Linked DNA regions of Hordeum vulgare: region 2 is linked to region 1. The links are chromatin contacts, called in public Hi-C maps. All regions are on one chromosome and are shown on one strand. The core of a region is the stretch at or near the end of the contact, and the rest is flanking DNA. Distances in the headings are between cores, read along the strand shown.

The links. Hi-C and Micro-C count contacts between places; a contact is called where the count stands out from the background.
Region 2: a Hi-C map of leaf shows a contact between it and region 1, with 4 times the contacts expected there. The contact joins the promoter of LOC123432937 here to the promoter of LOC123432846 in region 1. A contact is called at or near these places in 2 of 6 Hi-C or Micro-C datasets (leaf and seedling).

Annotation. Positions count from the first base shown.
Region 1 is chr1H:308,679,779-308,685,820 of MorexV3_pseudomolecules_assembly, forward strand. It overlaps LOC123432846 (probable prolyl 4-hydroxylase 3), which reads left to right and starts at 1,565. Exons shown (of 8, transcript XM_045115419.1): 1 at 1,565-1,993; 2 at 2,112-2,199; 3 at 2,920-3,017; 4 at 3,099-3,196; 5 at 4,873-5,002; 6 at 5,090-5,277; 7 at 5,375-5,473; 8 at 5,598-5,816. The coding sequence starts at 1,767. The coding sequence ends at 5,448.
Region 2 is chr1H:309,612,858-309,618,145 of MorexV3_pseudomolecules_assembly, forward strand. LOC123432937 (trafficking protein particle complex subunit 13) reads left to right here and starts at 2,650. Exons shown (of 12, transcript XM_045115425.1): 1 at 2,650-3,092; 2 at 3,182-3,266; 3 at 4,003-4,133; 4 at 4,229-4,331; 5 at 4,423-4,437; 6 at 5,083-5,228. The coding sequence starts at 2,734. LOC123432911 (mediator of RNA polymerase II transcription subunit 16) reads left to right here. Exons shown (of 16, transcript XM_045115424.1): 14 at 1-120; 15 at 927-1,310; 16 at 1,418-2,033. The coding sequence ends at 1,558.

The DNA.
Region 1 (6,042 bases), core at 315-2,814:
AATGCATGTACACATATTTTATTTCTATAAGCATATCTAAAAGATTAAGCCAACACATCATCTTAAAATTGATGAAGTCACTACATACACCTTCGTAATCGATGAAAAAATCACTTACCAATGAAACAATAAATCTATTAAATCTCGAAATACATCCATAAAACTGTGATCATCCATGGCAAGTATGAACATGTCTGGGCAAGTGATCTGATCACCTTACCCAGAATAAAAGAATGTCAATCTTTTCTTTTGAGGGGTAAAACCCCCCTAAAGAAAAACAGACATTGTTTATATTTACATACCCTTTTTAAGATTTTATAGCTCTAATTGGATAAATTGACTTTGTATGGGCATTTCATTGACACCTACCTTAAATAAAATAAATTGATTTCGTATAAGGATTTCACTGGCAGCTATGAAGATAGATGCCCTAGCTGCAGTTTCAGATATCCTCTATATTTCATAAACTGTACAAACTGGTTTAGCGGAGCTACCCCTTTCCCGATCCCATATCTGCTTCCATGGCTGTTATGTAATCGGGTTGTCGGAAAATATAGGTGCATCGTTCAATGATAATCCACTTCACAGCCTACGCTCATCTGCATCCATACTAAATAGAATGAATCAAAATAAATATTAAAAAATCAAAGAGCTTCATTTTTTTACTTGCTAGATAGTTTGATAGTTTGCTTTATTTTTTAAATCACTCAGACATATGAGCATCTCTCGGCAAAATAAATAAATTCAAGGTCTATAAAATTTTATTGTTCATACACTGTTCTGAGTTGATTTGCTTTTTTACTAAGAGCTACTCAGATTTTTAAATGACCTGAAACTTAGATTGGACCTCGCGCAATAAATTTTCTATCATGTATTTTTTAGTTCCTTTTATAATTATTTTTCTAAACGGATGCAGATGAGTCTAGCACCTAAATGGGTCAGATTCTACTTGTCTTGCCGTCTATCTTCTGAGTGATTAAAAATAGTTTGTATAGCCTACATAGTTATTGAAGTCTGCGTCCCCTCCATTCATATTAATTGTTGAATATTTAGTATAGATATAAGAAATTATTCATATTTTAGTCGTGTAGATTTTTTTTAACATAATACAAACATAAACGCTTATGTACACGTGCATACACTCGTGTCTATAAATACATACACACATATCTAATTCCTGTGATCACCTTCGAGAGACTGAGTTGGTATAACATTTTAAAATTTATGAAATCATCATAGACACCTCGTTGTAAACGGAACTGTTTCTTTTCATTAAATATGCATCATAAAAAGTTCTAAAATAAATTCGAAAACCAAAATTTAAAACCTGACGGACCGATAATACCACCGTCTGCTGGCAATTTATTACCCATAGGTTGGTTCGGATTGCGGTTGTGTAGCTGGGCTGCGCGTCTGTACCTTGTCGGCCCACTCTTTTGCGCGTGGCCGGTGGACTTTGTCCGCAGTGGGGCCCACTTTCTCGCAATGCCGACACGTCATCTACGGGACCCACGGCACGCGCAGCAGTTTCACGGTACAGCTAGCATCATACCTCGTCGAGCCGAACAAATGCATCAGCAGCGGCAGCGGCAGCGGCAGCATATCTCATCGAGCCCGAAACAGACCGACGACTCGGGTCACAGCGCGAGAGAGAAGGAGAGACAGAGGAGGACGACGACGAAGAGGAGGAGGAGGAGGCGCTAAACCCACCGGGGCCGGCGCCGCGAGACCCGAGGCCAGGCCGCATCCCATCCCGGGCGGGCGCGATGGCGAGCAGGACGGCGGGGCGGGGCGGGAGGCCGCTGCTGGGAGGCGGCGCCGGGGGCGGGAGGCGCGGGAAGCCGTCCAAGGCGATCCTGGCCGCGCTGCTGCTCGCGTCGGTGGCGCTGCTGCTCCTCCTGGCGCTCGGCGCGCTCTCGCTGCCGGCCGGCTCCGGCCGCGGCGCGGTCCTCTCGCTCCCGCGCCCGCGCTTCCGCAGATCCGCGTTCGAGTCGTGCGTCCCCGTTCTTCCTCCGACGCCCACGGCCTCCGTGATCCGCCGCGTTCGTTGCCCTCCCTTTTTTTGCGCGAGATTGACGCGGTGCTTCTTCTTCTCCGTTGTCGTTGTGCAGGAGGCTGGAGAAGGGCGGGGAGAAAGGGGAGCCCTGGACGGAGGTCCTGTCCTGGGAGCCACGGGCGTTCATCTACCACAACTTCCTCGTGAGTCTCTTGCCTTGCCCCCATTCTGTGTTTTGGTTTGGGCCGGGACGGCTGCCTCTTTATTCTTTACGTGCTTTGTTATCGGTTCTAGGATGCGCGTTGGGAGATCTTGAGATCTTTGTTGGTGATTTTAGACGATTGTTGAAATCCAGTTTAAGAGCTCGTTGTACACATTGGCCCAGCCGTACCAGATTAGATTCGTGAAGTAAAATCCGAAATGCTTGTACTTCAGTCGCAAGAATGCCGAATGAAGTTTAGTTATGATGTGAATTTGGTACAGAAAATTGTGCACTAAGGAACCAGGCGTGAGCTGGATCGCTGCTGGCATTTTGCCGTGGGAGGGCTATTGTACATGCTGGGTGTCCGGACATGGCTCTTGCTGAGTTCTACATGTGTGTTGTCCATCTAGGAATCCTCATATATATAGTCACACATAATTTGTGCTTCGAATCTGCTTGACCTTCAAGTCAGGGGCTCAAACTCGGAAGTTCAGGCACATGTGCTTGGGACAAAGAAGTAGATGATAAATATTAACACTGGCATTAGAAACTTGGCATTGTGATTATTAGTATCCAAAATGCCTTTGGAAGGTGTTTACTTCTGATGACATTGCATAATAGGAGATGAAGAAATGTCATGTGTGTTTGTTGTATTTATTATAACTGGTTAGTTCGCTTCAAATAGCGATCTGGGTATGACTGACTTTACTGCTGCTCTCAGTCCAAGGAAGAATGTGAATATTTGATTTCATTGGCAAAGCCTCACATGAAGAAATCGACAGTGGTTGATTCTGCAACTGGAGGGAGTAAAGATAGCAGGTTTGGACACTGCAAATTCTTCTTTCTTTTGGAACTGTTACGGAACCTGATGCCCACTTACGCTTAATTAAATGTATTCAGGGTGCGAACGAGTTCAGGAACATTTCTTAGAAGAGGGCAAGACAAAATTGTTCGCACCATTGAGAAAAGAATATCAGATTTCACCTTCATACCTGTAGGTATGGCGTACGTACCAATACCATGGATACTTGAAAGTTTGTTTACCTTTCTATGTTTTTGCTAGTATGCCTAGGGAAAAGATTACCACAGAACTTAAGGTCTGAATATATTTTAAATACACTGTATTGTTCATTGGAAGAACCTTTCAGCTTTAATTCAGCATAAATAAATTGAACACCACCTCAAATTATCGGAAAGTGTCATTTTGTTTAACTCAAAGTTATAACTATAGTTGCTCCTCCAAATCTGAACTGTAAGTTTGTGAACTTCAGTTTTACGCCGATGCATTAGTCTTCGTCATGGTATAATTTCAAAGTTTTGATTACCATGCAATACTGTGTGTCATTGATTTACCAAAAGTGCACTTGCTTGCGACTTAGTTTGAATAGTTCATGGAGCGTTAAGTAACCATGCAAAGTAATGTATTATTCCCTCTGTCCGATAATATAAGACATTATTACATCCAATATACTCACATATTGGATGTAATAACGTCTTATATTATGAGACGGAGGGAGTAGTACATTATGGAGTGCAACTGCATTGCGTTTCGGTGATCTGGTGTTTTCACAGTTATGTTCAGCAAGAATTATCAAGCCTATACCAATTGGCAGCAAGGGTTCCACTAGGAGTATTAGCTTACAACCTTATGGCACTATGTTCAAGTTTACATTGCCTTTTCCTGATACTAGGTGATACTTTCGCACCCAATTGTTTGAGAATCTCATTTGAGAAGTAGAATTACACCTATCAGTAGACAAAAAGACTTTTTGGTACTCAAATAAGCTGTCAAACTATCTTATTCTTAAGTTAGCTTAGATGCTAGGTACTTGGTTTAGTTAAACATTTATTTCTTTGAGCACCTTGTCATGGACCACAGACCTGGCCCTGTGTCTGCCATTTTCGGATTTTCCCAACAAGGTCATTGCCAGCAATTTCAATTTTATAGCATACCAAGTGGTAGAAGACAAAAGTTTAAAATTGTGCATGAACATCAAATATTGGACATGGTACACTGTACCAAAATTGTTCACCAAATTCACAGTTGCACTTGGGACAGCGCCCATACATGCAGAGCATGATATCATACATGTTAAAGTCAAATATCTCATCTTTAACTACACAGTGCATGTCTACCCTTACAAAAAATAATATAAAAAAGACACACACACTAAATTATGCACTCCACTGTGTTTAGTACATCTTCGAAACTTCTTTATGCTTTGTAAAGCCACTTGAATGAAATAAGACATGACGCGCATGCCTAACAACATAATACATGAGCTGTCTTAACTCCATTTTATGCAAAAATAATACTCCCTCTGTCCCAAAATAACTGTCTCAACTTTGTACTAACTCTAGTACAAAATTGTACTAAGCTAAAGACACTTATTTTCAGACGGAGGGAGTAATAATTAGTGCACTGCAGAAATATCACATCGCGAGCCCTAAATGGCTGAATGTCGTTAAAAACTGCCTAGTTCAATGCTTAACCACATGAGAGTTGCACAAATAAATTTTGTTTTCTACCTACCCCTTTTGAGTTCTTGAATGTTTGAATGTTGAAGCATGGAAGCACTACTCTTTTCATTCTGTAGCTGCTTGATATTTCCTCTGGAAGTTTTCTTCAAATTTGATGCCAATTTCTTGTCTTTCTTATTCATAATCTGTGCAGAAAACGGAGAGGGCCTTCAGGTTCTCCACTATGAAGTTGGACAGAAATATGAACCTCACTTTGATTACTTCCATGATGATTTCAACACCAAAAATGGGGGCCAGCGCATAGCCACTGTTCTTATGTACCTGTATGTATTACAAATATATGCATTTTATATACATAATATGCAACATAGATGATTCAATTGACTTTTCTTTTCCAACTGATTAATTAGTTCGGATGTTGAAGAGGGCGGTGAGACCGTGTTTCCTTCTGCTAAAGTTAATAGCAGCTCAATACCATTTTATAATGAGCTGTCTGAATGTGCAAAACGGGGTATATCTGTCAAACCGAAGATGGGAGATGCATTACTTTTCTGGAGCATGAGGCCTGATGGAACCCTGGATCCCACAAGCCTCCATGGTGAGATTCTAATTCTCGGTGTAATGACAAAATTGTTATGCTTTAATGGTTCTGTCACAATATATTGACTTCTCTGTTTATGTGCAATTTTCTTTAGGTGGATGTCCAGTGATAAAAGGTGACAAATGGTCATCTACAAAGTGGATTCGTGTTCATGAGTACAAAGTTTAGGCATAACAAAAACCAGGCACTTAAGGTACTAATTAATTATGTTGTACAGGTTTTTGGTTTGCCAACTACCAGGAGTAGTGGACCTCTACTCCACACTATCAACAACATTTCGGATTTATGTGAGGTCTTCTGTTTCTAATTCCTTGCAGGTCATGCACCAGTTACTAAATATGTGGACGTTACAGCACATGATGAGGTCTCCAGTTTTCCATAGAGGATCGCCTACATTTTTTTTCTCTACCTTAACCAAGGCTTTGTCTTGGTCACCTTGTTGTACATTAACTTGTTAATTAGGCTTATGAACCATGATCACTCAGAGAAGATGTATTTGTTGAGTGTATAAATAACCATTGCCCTCCTAACGCAAATCGAGATGAGTGTCTGATAGACCAATTGGTGTGCGAGAGCATTCCTATTCTATTTGCGCAAAGCCTAATTCAAATCGAGATTTAGTTGTTACTCTCTCTATCCCTATTTACATGGGGTCCATGTATTTCGAGGTGTAACTTTGAGCATCAATTTGACCTATAAATCCTCTATAACACAAAGTTCTTTAGTTTTTAAGGCCTTACAATCAATTGGGGTCTTCAATTT
Region 2 (5,288 bases), core at 1,400-3,899, 930 kb after region 1:
CACCCATTGCCTGTTTCTCAGGTTGGCACTAGCAACATAATTATAAGGCTGCACTTCATCGACGGCACTTACACTGTGCTCCCTGAGGTAGTGGAAGCATCTCTTGGTCCCCATATGCAGGTACAACACAGTTTCTCAACGAACCTTCGTCCGTTTAAGAATTTATGTATATGTGTGAGTGTCCAACATTTAAATAACATGCGATAATAATAATGGTATATTGTCTTGGAGAAAAAGAGATTGTAGTATTCTATGTTCTCTGCTACTTATACTTGCCCAAGTTAATGGTGGATTTAGTCCCTAAAAGAATAATCAGCGACAATTAAAATGGATCGGATGGAGCACAACTTTGTACTCCCTCCGTCACGGTTTAGAAGGCACCCTTGTAAAATCTCTGGGACCAAGGTAGTCATCGATTGGTTGTGAGATGTAGCAGGTGTAAATACTAATGCACCTAATCAACTGAGAAAATACTAGTACTAATGTGCGAGCAGCAAATTGGGAGGGCGCATGCATGAGTAGTACTAGTACTAATTAATAGGAGTAATTGCTTTCGCGCCTTAAACCTTGTCTATTTTGGAATGCACGCAAGTTTAACCGTGCCTTCTAAACCGTGACGGAGGGAGTACTAAATCAGCGGCATTTAATATGGATCGGAAGGAGTACTGTTTTTGAGTGACTCGGGTGATTCCGGTACTTATACTATACAACCTCAGTAAACAAGTGCCAAAGATAATAAAAGGCAAGTGAAATAGTGTTACCACCATGGAGGTGGGGCAAGGACATGTGAGTTGTAACTCGACATGTTCAGAGCCTCGCAGGTATTATTTATGGGAATCAGGGGGTCTCATTCTCAACGAAGTGTGTGGAGAGGTGGTGCAGCGATCTGAATATGCATGCTATTTCATTTTGTATTTTTTTTGCAGAACATGCCGCGTCCACGGGGAGCTGATGCTGCTGGTCTTTTACTTCGAGAATTGGAACTACAACCTCCTTCTGAAGAATGGCATAGGCGCAACATGTTTGGAGGGCCCTGGTCAGAACCAGATGATCTCGGTCCATTGGATAATATGCCACATCTGAAAATAGGTGGTCATATCAACCCACACGCGTCTGACATGGAAGAGGAGGGTAAAACTAACTTTGGGATTCAAAGTCTTTGGCCAAGAAAGCGCCGGTTGTCTGAAAGAGATGCAGCATTTGGTCTGAAAACATCTGTAGGTCTTGGAGCTTATCTTGGCGTAATGGGGTCTCGACGAGATGTCATTACAGCCGTGTGGAAAACAGGACTTGATGGTGAATGGTATAAGGTGAGTATGCTTAGATTCGCTTGGCAATTAGTCTCATTCCTGTTTTTTTATACTAGATGTTATCAGTGTATTCTATCCAGTTTTGTGTCTAATCCTCTCTTCTGCAGTGCATACGATGTTTACGGCAAACTTGTGCATTTGCACAGCCTGGTGCCGCAAACATGGCAAATGAACGCGAGGCGTGGTGGATCAGCCGGTGGACCCAAGCATGTCCAATGTGTGGTGGGTCATGGGTGAAAGTTGTGTGATCGCTGTCTTCCGTGACTACTTCACCATGCTAATTCTTCTATAGTAGTTGCTGCTTGGCCAAATCTGAACGAGCATTGTTGGTTACCATGTTGGATAATTTTGTGCCCAACAATTAGATCATCAGTCTCATGCCCCAGCGCTTTGGCTTTTACCTCCAGAGGTCAAAAGCTTAAAGCAGATACTGAGACTTGGCTCTAACGGCTATGTAAAAGTATAGTAATATTAGGGGAGATGGCAATGTTTGCATTGTGCGTTTCTTATGTGTGTAAATGTATCACAATGTTCGAACAAAGCTGTTAGATACACATATTGCTAGTGATGGATGTAGCTAAATTGCTAGCGATGTGAAATGATGATTTACCCCTCATCTTTAGGTGAGTTCAGCTATTTTGATAAAAATAAACTCTGCACACCATGTAAATTTATGTGAATGTTATGTTCTGTTAGATGAGATGGAAGCTGCAGTTGTCACTACCTAGTTCCTTGGCATCGTATGTTCTTGGATCCTTTGATTCAAAGGATTTTTGTAGGAATTTTGAATCCTGAAGGATTGGAAACCTTATGATTTTTTCCCACACTGTTTGTTTGATTTGTATGATTGAATCCTATAAGAAATTTTCCTAAGCATTCCTTTGTACTCCCTTCGTTTCAAAATAAGTGACTCAAAAATGACTTAGTTCTATACTAATTTTAGTACTATAAAATAAAGTTATTTTTGAGTCACTTATTTTGGGACCGAAGGAGTATTACATTTCATACGAATTTTAGCATCCACTCAAGCCTCTTAGAAGTAGAAAGGATCTTTTGTTTTTTCTATGATGCAGGCAAACCAAGATAATGTAGTATTCAAAAGAACATGACATTACAATCCTATCTGAGAAGACTGAAATCCTACGAATCAATGACAAAGAGGCCCTTGATTTCACGGCAGTGTTATGCTTTGTTTCCCGATTTCTTTTGCTGATGTGATCGTGCTGTGTTCGAAGTTTACAATTTTCTCAGCTCCAGCGCGATTTTTTTATTGAACTAATTTCGCCCTCTAAAATAGATAGACGAACTTTAGCTGCACTTTTCGTTTCTTCTTAACTAGCTAGTCTTTTGAGTGCCGCGAAACTGCGACGCGACTTCAGAAACGAGATCACATCCATCCAGATCTCTCTGCACATCGCTAGCGATGTCGTCGCCCTACGCCGGCGCGCAGCAGCCGTCCCCGGCGACGCACCAGCTGCCGGCGGCGCAGCAGAACCATTCGCTGGCGTTCCGCGTGATGCGGCTGTCCCGCCCTTCGCTGCGGCCCGACCCGGCGGCGCTCCTCCGCTTCGACCCCCGCGACGTCTTCCTCCCCGAGGACGCGCTCACCTCCCCCGACCCCTCCGCCGCCGCCGACTTTCTTCAGGGCCTGCTCCACCCGCCCGACCCCGGCGCAGCCACCACCGTTGCCGGGGACTTCACCTTCCGCGATCGCTTCCTCCTCCACGACACCGCCGACGCCCTGGCGCCCCCCGGACTCCTCGTCCTCCCACAGGCCTTCGGGTTAGCCTTTCCATTTCCTTATAGACTATAATGTTTTGTGCGGCTCTAGACGAGAGCCTGCGCTGATGCTTCTGTGTCTTCGTGAGTAGGGCGATCTATTTGGGGGAGACATTCTGCAGCTACATCAGCATCAACAACAGCTCCGGCTTGGAAGCCAGGGAAGTCATAATCAAGGTGTGTTGAGCCGCCGCGCTCTTTTTGTCTCACGAAGTTTCAAGTGCATTAGATCATCTCTAGACAATTGTCTCAATTTCTGACGGAAACCATTGATTCAATTGGTCCAGTTATTATTGGCTGGTGTGAATTGTGACACGTCAGTTAAACTGCTACTTCCTAAATATTCATAGTTCAATTTGAACTACCAAAACGTCTTATATTTAAGAACGGAGGGACCGAGGGAGTAGGTTATTACTTTTGGAATCTCCGGATCAGCAGGATGCTGCATGTTTAGCCTTAGTTCTTGTCGCTGTGGTCATGACCAATCTTATTGCTGCAGTCATTACCAAAGATAGACTTAGTTCTTATTGCTGCAGTCATGACCTATCATTAAGGTCGATTACTGAATCGCCTTGCTACCGTCATGAATGTTCAGTTGTAATTTGTACGTTGCAGTTTCCATATGGTGTTTGATCAAGTCGATCTACAACTGGTGATATGAGGTATCAGCACATGTGAGACAGTATGCACGCAAGTAGCATCATTATTTTCATGTGGATGGCTGGCCTTAGCTCTTTTTAGCTCTTGTTATGCATGCACGATAGTTCCGATCATGGATTTGCAGGTCTATCTGTCTTCAGATTTGTGATACTTATGCATTCCCTTTTGTGATGATATGCATTGTGGACTCTGCTCTCTCATACAGTTTGGTCTTACTCTGTCACAAAGTTTGACTGAACTTTACTTGCATTAGGCAGAAATACAAACCGAGAGACAGAGGATACTTCTCCTGGATACATCGAAATCACCTGTTGAATCGATTCGATCAGGGGGTAGATATGATTTTATCGTGGAGCATGATGTCAAAGAACTTGGCGCACATACGTATGCTCCTTTCCTTTTTATTTAACTTCCACAACTGTTGCTTTGGCGATAGCAATCTTGATTATTTATTTGATTTGTGTGGTTATTGAATCCAGGCTTGTCTGTACTGCTTTATATAATGATGGTGATGCGGAGCGTAAATATCTTCCTCAGTTCTTCAAGTTTACTGTTTCAAACCCATTGTCTGTTCGAACAAAGGTACTTTACTTCTCGTATTTATATATGTATGTATCTGATCTATGTTCTGTAGGTCGAATCAATAATCTGGGTTTCACCTCTTTTTTTTCAGGTTCGCACCATCAAGGTAGGTTACCTCATGCTTTACAAGTGTACATGTAACTGTGAGTCCTTCGATTAAATGTAGGTGTCTTCTTTAGGAATCATTAAATGTATATGTTTGCAAAGATCTTTTCACATTTGCTTCTAGATTATAGTTTCCCTACTTAATCTTGCCCTCTGTGCTTAGATTGTAACCTTGTAGCAATAGCAGTTCACATTTCTTTTTCATGCTTGCTATTCTTTTTTTTTTGGCCCTCTTTTTACCAGCTCAGCTTTCTGCTGAGAATCATCTGTAAACTCTTTTTACTGCCGTATTCTTATAACTGACTAGAACTTCTAGTGGAGAAATCTCAGTGTTCTCCCCTGGGAATAACACTTCAGGGAACTGTTTATTTCGTTAAACCTATAGCACTGTATATTCCATTATACCTGCAGTACTATTTATTCCCTACTGTTTATTTCTTCGACATTAAATTTGTAGTACTGTTATTCTGTTATTACTGTAACAACCTATTACCTTAACTTGATGGGGTTATTTCCTTTAAATTGTGTAAAATTGATGGGGTTAGTCCCTTTAAACCTATAATATTGTTTATTGTATATATTCCATTTTCATTTATTAATTCACCATGGCAATCTTGAACTCCATATAGTTGATCCACGTTGACAGGATACTACATATCTGGAAGCCTGCATAGAGAATCATACAAAATCTAACCTTTACATGGATCAAGTAGATTTTGAACCTGCCCAACAGTGGAGCGCTACAATACTGGAAGCTGATGAACACCCCTCAGTGGTGAAGTCTACAATACGGTAATTCAGTGCTGGAAACAAGCTCATCCATTTCAGCATGTTGACTCTGTCACGTTAATA